4 separate regions of the Zea mays genome follow, and regions 1, 2 and 3 are each linked to region 4. Evidence: chromatin contacts called from public Hi-C data. All regions are on one chromosome and are shown on one strand. Each heading gives the region's core, a stretch centred on a gene start, on an enhancer-like site or on the middle of the called end of the contact. The rest is flanking DNA. Distances are from core to core; before and after follow the strand shown.

Region 1 (2,833 bases), core at 258-2,757, 540 kb before region 4:
CCGAGGTACCCTAGGACATATTCGAGACCCACATGAACACTTTGTAATGGTATCCCACCAGAGGAGGCACTAAGCCCTCGGATCCTATCGAATGGATCCGGACTAGCGAATCACCTGCAAGTATATTGGGGCGTGTCTCCGGACCGCTATTCGACCTCTATCGAAGGGGGCTCAGGCCTCCACTCGGGTCACCCGCTAACAACTCACAGGAAACTTTGTAGCATGGCACTTTCCCTCTCTTCGTGCTTGTAATGCGCCTAGGAAAATATATCTCCTCTAATTATCTTAATTACGTTTATTTTCACTGTAGATTATACTGTTATAGAGTGAAGTTTAAAATATGAAATATGATAGGGATAAAATAGGAAGTGTGCCGTAGGCCAAATAAGGAGTCGCCCGGATCCTAGGATGCGACTACGGTCTACGGGAGGAGCCCGCCCACGCCCAGTCTACTACTGTGGCAGCGGCACGTGACCTTGCGGTCTAGCAGGCCACGGTCAGGCCTCAGAGGAAAGCAACGAACCACCATCGTCCCGAAGCGGGCCCACCACGGCGACCGCGCATTTATTGCAACACGCGGCTGCCTGCCTGCCCCTTTCCTTTTCCGTTTCGCATGCACATTGGCGCCGCGCTTCTGCTACAGCCTACAGGCAGCCCACAGCTAAACACCAGGCCTATGCGACGCCACGCCACGCCACGCCACGCCGTACTCGTGCCCCGGTGCCGGTAGGAGCAACTCCAATAGTTCTCTAAGGGTCTGTTTGGTTGCCTGCATCTGCGCGTGCTTGCATCGTGGGATGCGGGTAGCTGCTGTTTGGTTGCTATGAGCCTGGCTATGCGCGTGCGAGCTCTGTGTTTGGTTGCCTGCATGTAGATTTGGATCCAGACTCGCACGATCCTTAAAGCACCTTGGGCCAGGCTCACCAGATACGAGCAGATTGGTCGCATCTCCAGAGCCAGGCTCCAGTGATCCTGGCTCACACAGCCAGGTTGGCGAGAGAAACCAACCAAACAGACCCTAAAAGACTTCCTAAATCAATAATTTAGGTAGTTAACATAAAAACTATTCTCCAACAGTTCTCTAAATGAACTTTCTAAATTTAACAACTTGTCATCTAACCTCATTTTCTCTCTACATTTGGCAACCATTTAACAACTCCCTAAACAAAAATATTGACTGCATTATATAGTTTTTGCGACTTATTTTTTTATGTGGATAGATACAAAACAAAATTACAACCTATATTTAGAGAACTATTGGAGAACTCACATTTTTTTACTCCAAAAACCATTTAGCAACTTCTTAAATCTATGATTTAGAGAGCTAAAATTTACATAACTATTGGAGTTGCTCCAGCAGCGCCGCGCGGTTGCGGTAGCGGTTGCCCGAGCGAATCCACGCGTCCGCCCGTTTCGCTCGCTGTCTCCCGCGGCACGGGGCTCCAGCGCCGAACGGAAAACCCCACCCCACCACCACTGGCTACTCCCGATCCCCAGTCCCCATCCCTCTCCTCGCAAAAGGCCACCGCGACGCGACCGCGTACTGGGGGCGAGACGCCAGTGCAGGCAGGCAGGCAGAAGAGGAGTCGCCAGGAAGCAACCGCGAGGGAGCTGCAAGCGAGCACAGCAGCAGCGCAGAAAAAAAATTCTGGAATAATTTTTCTTCCCTTTGGCTCCGTGAGGTTCCGGTGCTCGCTCGCTCGCCTGAGCTTCGATCGAGCCCGGTCGGCGAGGCAGGCGCCCGATCGCCGCTCTCCGGGAGCTTCCGGGGGGCCGTCGGATGGAGCCGTACGCGGCGGCGAAGAGCGGCGGGGCCGACGCCGGCACCGGCACCGGACTGGAAGGTACGCTTGCCGCCCGGTCCGACCTCGTCCACGTAACTGGGGGCTCCGCTGCGTCCGTGGGGGTTTCGCCGCTCTGCTTTTGCCCACTCACTCGCTAGGGTTTTGGATCTCCGATGCGACTGCTTGGACCCGGCGTGTGCTGCTGACCGTGCTGTTGACGTGGATGCTTTCGCAGACTCGATGCGGAGGCTGGGGCTCGGCGACGACGGGGAAGCAGGGGAGGAGAAGCTTCCGGAGCGGCCGGGCGAGGCGGACTGCGCCTACTACCTCCGCACGGGCGCCTGCGGCTACGGGGAGCGCTGCCGCTACAACCACCCCCGCGATCGGCCGGCCCCGGTGAGAACCAGCCTAATCCACGCCGCTCCCCCACCCCTATCCCTGCTCTGCTCTGTTTTTGTGTCTCGTGCTCAGCTCGATGGTTACTGGTGAGCTAAGCGCTTCTGCTATCCTGACAATGACGGGCGCTGCGTGATGATTACAGCTGGTTGGTGGGTGGCAAGTTTGTTGCTTAAAGTTGACGGTTTTCGGCGAGTTGATGATTATATAACGTCATGGAAGTGTGGAAGTTATGAAATTTTGGTGTCTTGTGGTTGAGGAGGGGGAATTTGGATTTGCTATCTTTGCCCTGGATAGTGAATATTGCCATACTGTTTAGGCGTTTACTAGCTTGCATTGCAGGCTGCTCTGCGTCTGCAGTTCTACTCCTATTAGGATTGTATTGTCTATGTGCATGTGCTTGTCTGATGTCTTGCATCTTTGGTACTCCGTTCCTCTATTCCAAATTATAAGACGTTTTGGCTTTTTTAGATTCATAGCTTTCGCTATACACATAGTATACACTATGTCTAGATACATAGTAAAACTAATGTATCTAAAACAAGCCAAAATGCCTTATAATTTGGAATGGAGGAGTATATAATAGCTATTCTTCATATATCTACATTGAGTGGGAGATTGGAGTCTGATAGGAGCTAGAACCCTCATATGTC
Region 2 (2,701 bases), core at 45-2,544, 800 kb before region 4:
ACATAAAGTCTATAGCTTACTAAATTAACGATATTAAACAATGCTAACGTCATTTGACCACATAAAGTTCAAATATTACAACGATATAAAGTCTATAAATTACTAAATTAAAGAAATTAAACAATATTAACTTTAATAGGTTATGTAGATCCAAGCCTGACTCATGTGCTCGTGCTGGCCCAAAAAGTCTCGGTCCATATTCTCAGTGACAGTCTCACACACCATGACCATGAGTATGTAACCGCTCAAGGCAACAACAGCGTACTAGTCTCACACGTTTTGCTGCTACGCACTTGATCAGCCACAGCCTATTGTTTCTAGCTACACAATGGCAAGATTAAATCTAACAGCCTTGGTTGCTAAAGGAATTCGTCCGCGAGGCTGGGTGCCGTGTGATAAAGAAAAGGTTGACCATGCTATTCAGAATAAAAAAAAAAGTTCATGATGGCTGAGTATGAGTACAATTCTTCACTCGCGTAAATAAACAACTAAAAACCGGTTACGCTACCAAGTTCACGAATCAGTAGACTTGGTTTTATTTTCATTTTGTAGAATTAAACGTCCCTCTGACAGCAAGCGCGAGTTCAGCTTCACAGGAAGCATGGTACCGGAGTATAGTATCAGGGCCACACATACCGCGAACAAGCTAGTATCAGAACGAAGCACCAAGAAACGAGAATTTCCTAGCCAGACGAACTGACGAAGTATGCTTGCTACAACTAACGAAGGCAAAAGCAGGAAACATAACGCAAGAAAGAAAGAATTTTTTTTGAAGCATGAGCATCGCCCGTCACCTGAGGCGACCTGGTGGTTGATTCTGAACTGCTCCCCCTCCTTCTCGTCGTCGTCCCCGTCCTGAGGGCATCGGCACAAGCACGCCAAGAAGCCCATCTCTCATCACCCGAATCAACGCCTACAGCAGGAGAAGGAGAACACGAAGCAAAAAAAAATCCCCAATCCTGTTAGGCTGCTGCTGCTGCTGCTCGGACGGGGGCTTTGGGTCGCCGGGGGTATCAACAGAGGACTCGCGCAGCTGCCGAGGAATGTATCAATTTTTTTCCTGGTGCGCCCAGAAGGAGATGGGGGGAAAAGCGGAGAAGACTGATGAGGATAGCAGCGTGCGGCCTAAAAGATTTGAAAACATGTTAAAAAAAACCGACGGAAAGCGGAGGACGGAAAACGGCGCCGAGGGAAGGCGGAAAAGTCAGCATCGATGGGACGTCGGAGACTCACTAGTGGCAGGAAAGATTAATTGCTAATTGAAGGGGTTTAGTATAGTTTTGCTTGACGAATTGTGAAGGTATAGTTATGTATGGAGTTGTTTATTTGGGGTCAACCTATAAAAAGTAGGTACACGAAGGACTCTTGTTCCAATTTCGAGCCAAATGCGTTCGTCCAAAACACTATTCCCTGTACTGTTTCAGGAAACTAAAATACAATTTTTTTTAAAATAAAGACTTTGTGAATCAAGTGCGGATTTTCACTCTGCACTGCAAAAGTCCATAGAACAACACGTACATCTAGAGAAACACGAGCGAGCAGGCCGGGTCGTTTTTGGTACTCGCTTTGAAAATCAAGTTAAAAAAACTCATCTTATTATTAGTCACCAGTGTGGTAAATATTGACTGCTGGTCAGTTAGAAAACAACTAGGACGAACGGATCATTTTTTTCCGTTAGGTTTTTACTTTGTTCAAAAGGTTTGGCCCATCTCCATCACTACCATAGCACCTAGTGCGGCAGGGCAAAATGGGTATTTTATCTAAAAGAAAGGATAGCTTTTGGTTGGACAATAAAGGGGGGAAATGTGTGATTATATTTTTCTTACACGGATCACAAAAGGTTGCTGTTGTTATCGCTCACATAGACCGTTCTTTACAGTAAAAAAAAGACAGCACTCCCAGAAAGGATGGGGCATGTAGTTGACAAGTCAAGAACGGGTGACGGGTCGCTACAGTGCTACGTGCATTACGGTTAAGCTTATCCTTATCCACCGATTAAGACATGGAGCAGGAGCGGGTTTAGAGCGCCATGATTCTACTAATAAATACGTATATCCATTATTGTTAGGCGTGCTTTCCAGCCTAACCCCCGTTCCACCCTCACCCTCGTGCAGACGGGCCCAACTATGTTCGGTTCTACCCCAATCCATATGGATTGAGAGGGATTGAGGGGGATTCAATCCCTATTAAGTCAAAATCCCCTTCAATCCGTATCAATCCCCTTCAATCCATATGGATTGAAAATAACCGAACAAGCCCTCGATTGTTATTGAACGACGACAACCAACCTGCTGCATCCGGAGGACACCCAGGTGCGCGGCCGCACCGTGAAGGCGACCTCCGGTGCCACTGTTGTCCGCGTGCACGGCGCGAAAAGGACGGCCATTCGGGGGGCCCGGGCAGGCGCCGCGCGGCGAAGGGTGTGGACTGTGTGAACCGTGGTGGGGTCGGCAGATCCCGGCCGCCTTCTTCTAGTATGTCCCGGGTCCCGGGGCCCGTTGTCTGCTCGTCGGCTTTTCAGAGCAAGCAGCGTGTCCCGGTGGCCTTCGCGCGACGCCACCCACCCACCTGTCCGGCGCCCGCGACGCCCGGCTGCCTGCCTGCCTGGGGTGGAAGTGGACGCACAGTGCCATACTGGACAAGAGCAACGCACCCATTTCGCACTGTATCGTTCGGAGTTCGGACAGTCGGCAAGACGCAA
Region 3 (2,759 bases), core at 117-2,616, 570 kb after region 4:
TATCAGCCATAAAAAATAAGCTTATTATTTTTTGTGGCCAGGCATCAGCCGATAAAAATAAGCATTTATTTTCAATAGCTGACATGTGCCCACCAGAAATTAGTGTTGAGGAAAAGGGTTTCATTGAGGGTTGATTTGGTGACAAAGGGATCCCGAGAGGATTGGAGGGGATCGAGGGGGAAATGAACTAATTTCCCTTTAATCCCCTCCGATCCTCCCGGGATCTTGGATCACCAAATCAGCCCTGAAGGTCCTCGAATTATCAGATTCTGTTGTCCTAAGACTTTTTCAGGAACAAAGGCAAGCGTCGACTGAAAGCTTCGGTAAACGAAGGGAGAGAGAAACAGCTTCGTCATTAAGGAGGGCTTATCGCTGAAGTCTAGAGTCAACACACCTGAATCTCGTACAAGCTCAGATACTACTTAAGCTCAGATACAAAGTAGTGGCAAAGGAATACAGAAGCGACGTGCATAACACGTTTCTTAGAGGAAAAAACAGAAACACCCCGCGAACTTAATAGACTCCGTGTATATACATTGTGTTATTAATGTAATTTTATATAAAGTTGTACATCATCATATCCATATAAATAATTGAACAGTATGCGAGCACAAGAGATTTTAAATGTTTACTCTTCAAAGCTCCCTGTACACATTCATCTTTCGCGAGTATTCCAAAGATATCTTTGCAATTATAGAGCGCTAAATGGGTCATGCCTAACGGGCCAGCCCGAAGCACGACCCGTTTAATAGTGTCGAGCCGGGCCCAACACGAGAATCGTGTTGTTCTTGGGCCGCTGCCTCGGCCTGCACGACGCGGCACAATTATATATATTTTATTTTATAAAACATAGTATATATATATTTACATTTTATATTTGCTATTTACAACAAATACACTAGAGTTCTACTTGTTAGTCTCCATCCCCACTCACACACAGTTTTTTGTTATTTTTCTTGATTTAATGGGAGAACGTGGCCGGTTAACCGGACGTCCGACACGACTAACATGCCGACGTGCCGTGCCTGTGCTGCGGCACGCGGAATGGCCGGGCACGCCCCAATTATCCGTCGGGCCTAACGGACCCGTGCCGGACCGGGCCGCCCGTTTGGGCACCTATATTTGCAATCGACTGTGTTGTCCTGTTTTGATGATCTTCTGCGGGAGCTTCTGGTGAATTCACGACCAACCAAAACCATCATGCCTCCAAAATCCAAATAGAACAGGGCTGGTAATACCAGCTCCACTTTCGTTTCACAAAGACCAGGCTCAATTCGAAGGTGTTCAGCCTTCTGAAGATTATGACCGAAAAAGGGGAAATACGAAAGTCACAAGTCCACCACCATACGATCAGGGAAATGCGTCATGGCGAAAGAGAGGTAAAATAAAAGATGGTCTTGGACTCCTCTGAACCTGCCTGTATCTCTCATGCGCTCTGGTCACAGGTTGGTTGGCCTGCCGCCCTGCCCACCAAGGAAACCAGCACCCAACCAGAGCCGCGGAGCTTGAGAAACTATCGTGCATTCACGCATCGTCGACGACCGGGCGAACGCGACGCAAGATTAGCAAAGTTGCATATATATATATAGCTCGTCGATCTTAAAGTTCTTCCTCGTACATACGGGCGGCGCCGACGACGTCGAGAGGGAGAGTTTAAACTGTCGGGATCGAGACTATGGCATCCGTTTGCAGCAGGCCGCCGTTTTCGTTCCTGGCAGCGGCGTGCATCGCCTGCTTTATTTGCTGCTTCCTGATCCGGCTCCCAGCTGCCTGCTGCAGCTCAGCAGGTCCCCGTTTCTTCGCCTGCTCTGCTCTCAAGTCCTCGCACATACGTCACGGTTCCATGTTGCTCATCACTGCACTGGTACGTACGTACGTGCGGAACTCATGCATATGCAGAATTGCAGATGGAGGAGCAGCAGCAGCGTTCCACGGCCAGAAGACAGACGCCGCGAGCATAGTCGGGAGAGCCCTGTCCTGCTTCAACGATCGCTACGTGAGTGTGCATATGTGTATATATACATACTCGTCGCGTCTAGCTTATCGTAGTTTTGGGCTATCCCACGCTCTTGTCATGATCAATATATATGGCGAGCATACGTACTGAACGCCCTTGCTGCTCACTGCGTGCCATATGATGCCAAGATCTACAGCGGGTGCCAGGGCGCGCTCCGGCTGGGCCCCGAGGGCGCGCTGGACGTGCCGCCGGGGTCGGTGGACGCCTTCTGCGGCGGGCCGTGCCTGGTGGAGACGCACCTCGTGCTGCGCTGCGTCGACGACGGCATCGTGGCCGGCTTCCGCTTCTACAACGGCGCCTCCGCCGCCGACGTCCGCCTCGTGCTCGCCCGCGGGTGGTGCGGCCGCTCCGGCCTCCGGGGCGACTTCGACGACGTGCTGCAGCGCCTCGGAGGCGACGGGCACTTGTACGGCCGCGGGAGCGACGCCCGCGTCAGCAGCCTGGCGCAAGCGATGCCGCTGCTGCTGAGTGCGGCCGCTGCTGTCGTCCTCGTATGGACGTGAGCGCGTACGTGGAAGTAACCGTGTGTAGTAGGGACCATATTATATATATAGCAGGATGTCAGTAAAAACAACTTCGGTTGCCGCAGCCCGCGCAGGCAGGCGGTAGTATACTACGGGGTGTACAGGGAAAAAAATTTTGTGGAGCCGGCAGCAAATCAGAAGGTTTGCAGCTCCTCACAGAAAAAGAGTATAGATCCCTCCTGCAGCGCCTCGGCGGCGACGGGCACTTGTACGGCCCC
Region 4 (2,910 bases), core at 273-2,772:
CCTGTATCCTACCGGGCAAGGTGAGAGGAAGGGGAGAGGTTTTTTTGTTTTTATATTAAAACCCTAACGAGCGCTTAATAATGGGTCTAAACGTTTTCTATTTTTTTAATGGGTTAAATGAGACTAAATTTAAATACGTTGTGTATTAGATTACTCATTTTCTCATATTATATATATTTATATATTTAAATTTTTAAAATTTGGATTGAAATTTTAAAATAAACCGGTGGTGACGGCTTTGACCTAGTGCGGTGAGTGGCGCCAGGCTGGCACCCGGCACCCATCGTGCCACGCGCCACACTCGTATTGGCAGACCCCCACAGGCACCTCGTCCTCCTGTCCAGCGGCCCCCTGCGGAGTGCGGACGACGCAGTCTGCGGTCGTCCAAGCCGACGCCGACCCAGGCAGATACGACCTGGCCAGCTGACGCCTTGCGCGGCCCGTCGGCCGCCTCCACCAGTCGGCGCCTCGCCCGCACGCACCTTCCCGCCGCGCCAAGGGACAACGGGAACGGGGAGCTTTGCCCTTTCGGCGGAACCAGACTGGTCCGCGGGGCCCCAGCGTGTCTGGACGCCCCGCACGCTGGCCTGACATTTATTATTTTTACCTCAACTTCCCTTGGAAAACCGAGGCGCGCGAGGTTCGCCGCGCCGGCGTCCGGGAGGAAAAAGGTGAAGCAGAGGAGGAAATATCGGCGACGCCGGCGTGTTGGAGCGTGACGTGACTCAATGACGCTCCCCCTCCATTGAGGTCAGTCAGGTCGCGCCGCGCACTCAGTTCGCAGTGGACCTGAGACGTGGCTCGTGGCTCGTGGCCAGCAGACGGCGGCACAATCGATGCGGACGGTGGGATTTTCTTTTTGTAGTTTGGTTGTGAAAAAACAAACTATTAGTACTCCCTCGGCCTACCTAGCGCAGTGGTCGACTTGTATGTAGCCCCCTCGTGCCCACCCACCAACCACGAACGCATACGTTATCCCTCGGCCGACATGCATCATCGAGGAGCCACGAAGTGGAGAATTAGGACTGCTCCACTGCCACCTTCTTTTACCCCTATATTCATACTCTACAAATAGAAAATTAAACATACGGGCAGAGGAGGACGGGGGCTGGAGTAGGCAATTTCGCTCGCTCCTTCCGAGCGGACCCGTCGGCATCGGGCGTTGTCCGTCCCTACGATCCCGTCGCGCAACGCCGGCCGAACGGATGCACAGATCTGCAGCAGCGAGACTTTCCAAACCACGCGACCGTATCGAAGGGTGATGACGACGACGACGACGTCTCGATTACTCAAACACAAGCAGTGAACCCGCGGCGCCGTTTCCTGCCACCGCGCACGTGCCACCGCTTTTGACGCTTTCCCGGTTCCCGAGGCCCGTCGCGATCCGAGAAAAAGCGCGGGGAACCCGGGTGGCCCGTTTGCCTATCGCACCGGCACCAGCCCACCTCCAGCTCCCCCTCCGCCTCCCTCCCAGCCCCCAGGCTCTTCTTTATAAACCCCGCCCCCTCCTCCGCTCTCATCCTCCACCACACCACACCACACCGGCCGGCTCACACGCGCCGCAAAGCAGAGCACGGGGGGCTGAGACCAGAGCAGAGCGGAGCGCCACCAGCCAATCCTTTGCCTGCCCAAGCAGCAGCAGCAGCTGGCCCGATGGCTCTGTCTCTCTCCGGCACCTCCGCCCGCTTCGCCCTCGCGTCGCTGGTCCCCCGGGCCAGGGCCTACGCGGCGTCGGCGGCGTCCGGGGCCATGAGGCGCGCGGCGGAGGGCGCGGCCGCGGGCGAGGCCAAGGAGGCCGGGCGCGCCGCCGCCGCCGCCGCCGAGGGCTCGTGGGTGCCCGACCCCGTCACGGGCCACTACCGCCCCGCCAACTGGGCCGCCGCCGTCGACCCCGCCGACCTCCGCGCCGCGCACCTCGCCCGCACCTACGCCCGGGCCTGAGCGGCCCCGGCTCCCTTCACCCTGCTCCGCCTCGTCTCGTATGACATACGCGCACCGTACCAGGGTGAGACGAGGTGGGGGCTGGGGGTTCGTGTGGCGAACGGCGTGTTGAGCCACGCGCGCGTGCGGCCGCGCTCTGCGACGCCCGGAACGTTCTTGGGAGAGCGCGAGCGAGGTCTTCTGTCTTCTCGGTGCGGGTCGCTGTGCCATGAGATGTGACGCTGGGTCGTTTTGGGTCCGACCAACGGGAGAAGAGCGGCCTGTGGTCGGTGGTCGCCGCCGTGTGTGGGCTGGATGGCCTGCTCTCTTGTGCTCCTCCTATATATCAGATGTACTTCCTCCGAGGAGCAGGGTTTCGCCCTTTCGCTACCTTTTCGTACTCGCTAGTCGCTACAGCTACAGCTAGTACGTACTATACTATACTAATAAAAGCTACAGTTTCTTCCGGTTCTTGTCCTACCTTTCACGTCATCTCGATTACGTGGTGAACTTGTATGCAGTATGCTGTATTTTTTTCATCGGACAAAATATATCTTTTTTTATTGAACATAAACGAGCGGAAAGGTGGTGTTTATCCCTGTATAAACAAGCAGTAGTGGTTAGGGCTGGACGAAAAACACGTAGCTCGTTAACTCGCTCGATTCGATTTGATAGTGGTTCGACTCGACTCGTTTATAATTTGTAACGAGTTGAGCTTGTATTAACGAGCCAGATCGAACTGGCTCACGAGCTGACTCGCGAGCCAAACGAGTTGAAGTAATTAGTCAAATCACAATAATCTCCGATCCAAAATAGTTAATCTTGTACTCTACTATAGTTAATTTTGTTCTTTGTTGAGTGTGAAATATTAAGTTGCAAAATCTATTCTTTTTTCTAAATAGATCTCCTTTTCTTTTGCTACATGATTTTATATCTGTTCGTAGACACTAGACATGGTATTATCGAGCTGGCTCGCGAGCTAAATGAGCC

The links. A called contact is a pair of places that touch in the nucleus more often than the background predicts.
Region 1: a Hi-C map of tassel shows a contact between it and region 4, with 6 times the contacts expected there. The contact joins the promoter of LOC100281498 here to the promoter of LOC100283996 in region 4. A contact is called at or near these places in 5 of 25 Hi-C or Micro-C datasets (bundle sheath, ear, endosperm and 2 more).
Region 2: a Hi-C map of leaf mesophyll shows a contact between it and region 4, with 3 times the contacts expected there. The contact joins the promoter of LOC103649959 here to the promoter of LOC100283996 in region 4. A contact is called at or near these places in 4 of 25 Hi-C or Micro-C datasets (bundle sheath, ear, endosperm and 1 more).
Region 3: a contact with region 4 is called in a Hi-C map of leaf mesophyll, with 2.8 times the contacts expected there. The contact joins the promoter of LOC103651874 here to the promoter of LOC100283996 in region 4. A contact is called at or near these places in 2 of 25 Hi-C or Micro-C datasets (ear and leaf mesophyll).

Annotation. Positions count from the first base shown.
Region 1 is chr3:37,035,898-37,038,730 of Zm-B73-REFERENCE-NAM-5.0, reverse strand. It overlaps LOC100281498, which reads left to right and starts at 1,507. Exons shown (of 7, transcript NM_001368020.1): 1 at 1,507-1,844; 2 at 2,020-2,180. The coding sequence starts at 1,781.
Region 2 is chr3:37,289,843-37,292,543 of Zm-B73-REFERENCE-NAM-5.0, reverse strand. It overlaps LOC103649959 (probable serine/threonine-protein kinase PBL7), which reads right to left and starts at 1,294. Exons shown (of 5, transcript XM_008675652.4): 1 at 795-1,294. The coding sequence starts at 891.
Region 3 is chr3:35,927,874-35,930,632 of Zm-B73-REFERENCE-NAM-5.0, reverse strand. LOC103651874 reads left to right here and starts at 1,366. Exons shown (of 4, transcript XM_020550747.1): 1 at 1,366-1,379; 2 at 1,590-1,787; 3 at 1,900-1,996; 4 at 2,146-2,591. The coding sequence starts at 1,366. The coding sequence ends at 2,520.
Region 4 is chr3:36,494,123-36,497,032 of Zm-B73-REFERENCE-NAM-5.0, reverse strand. It overlaps LOC100283996, which reads left to right and starts at 1,522. Exons shown (of 1, transcript NM_001156894.2): 1 at 1,522-2,376. The coding sequence starts at 1,654. The coding sequence ends at 1,941.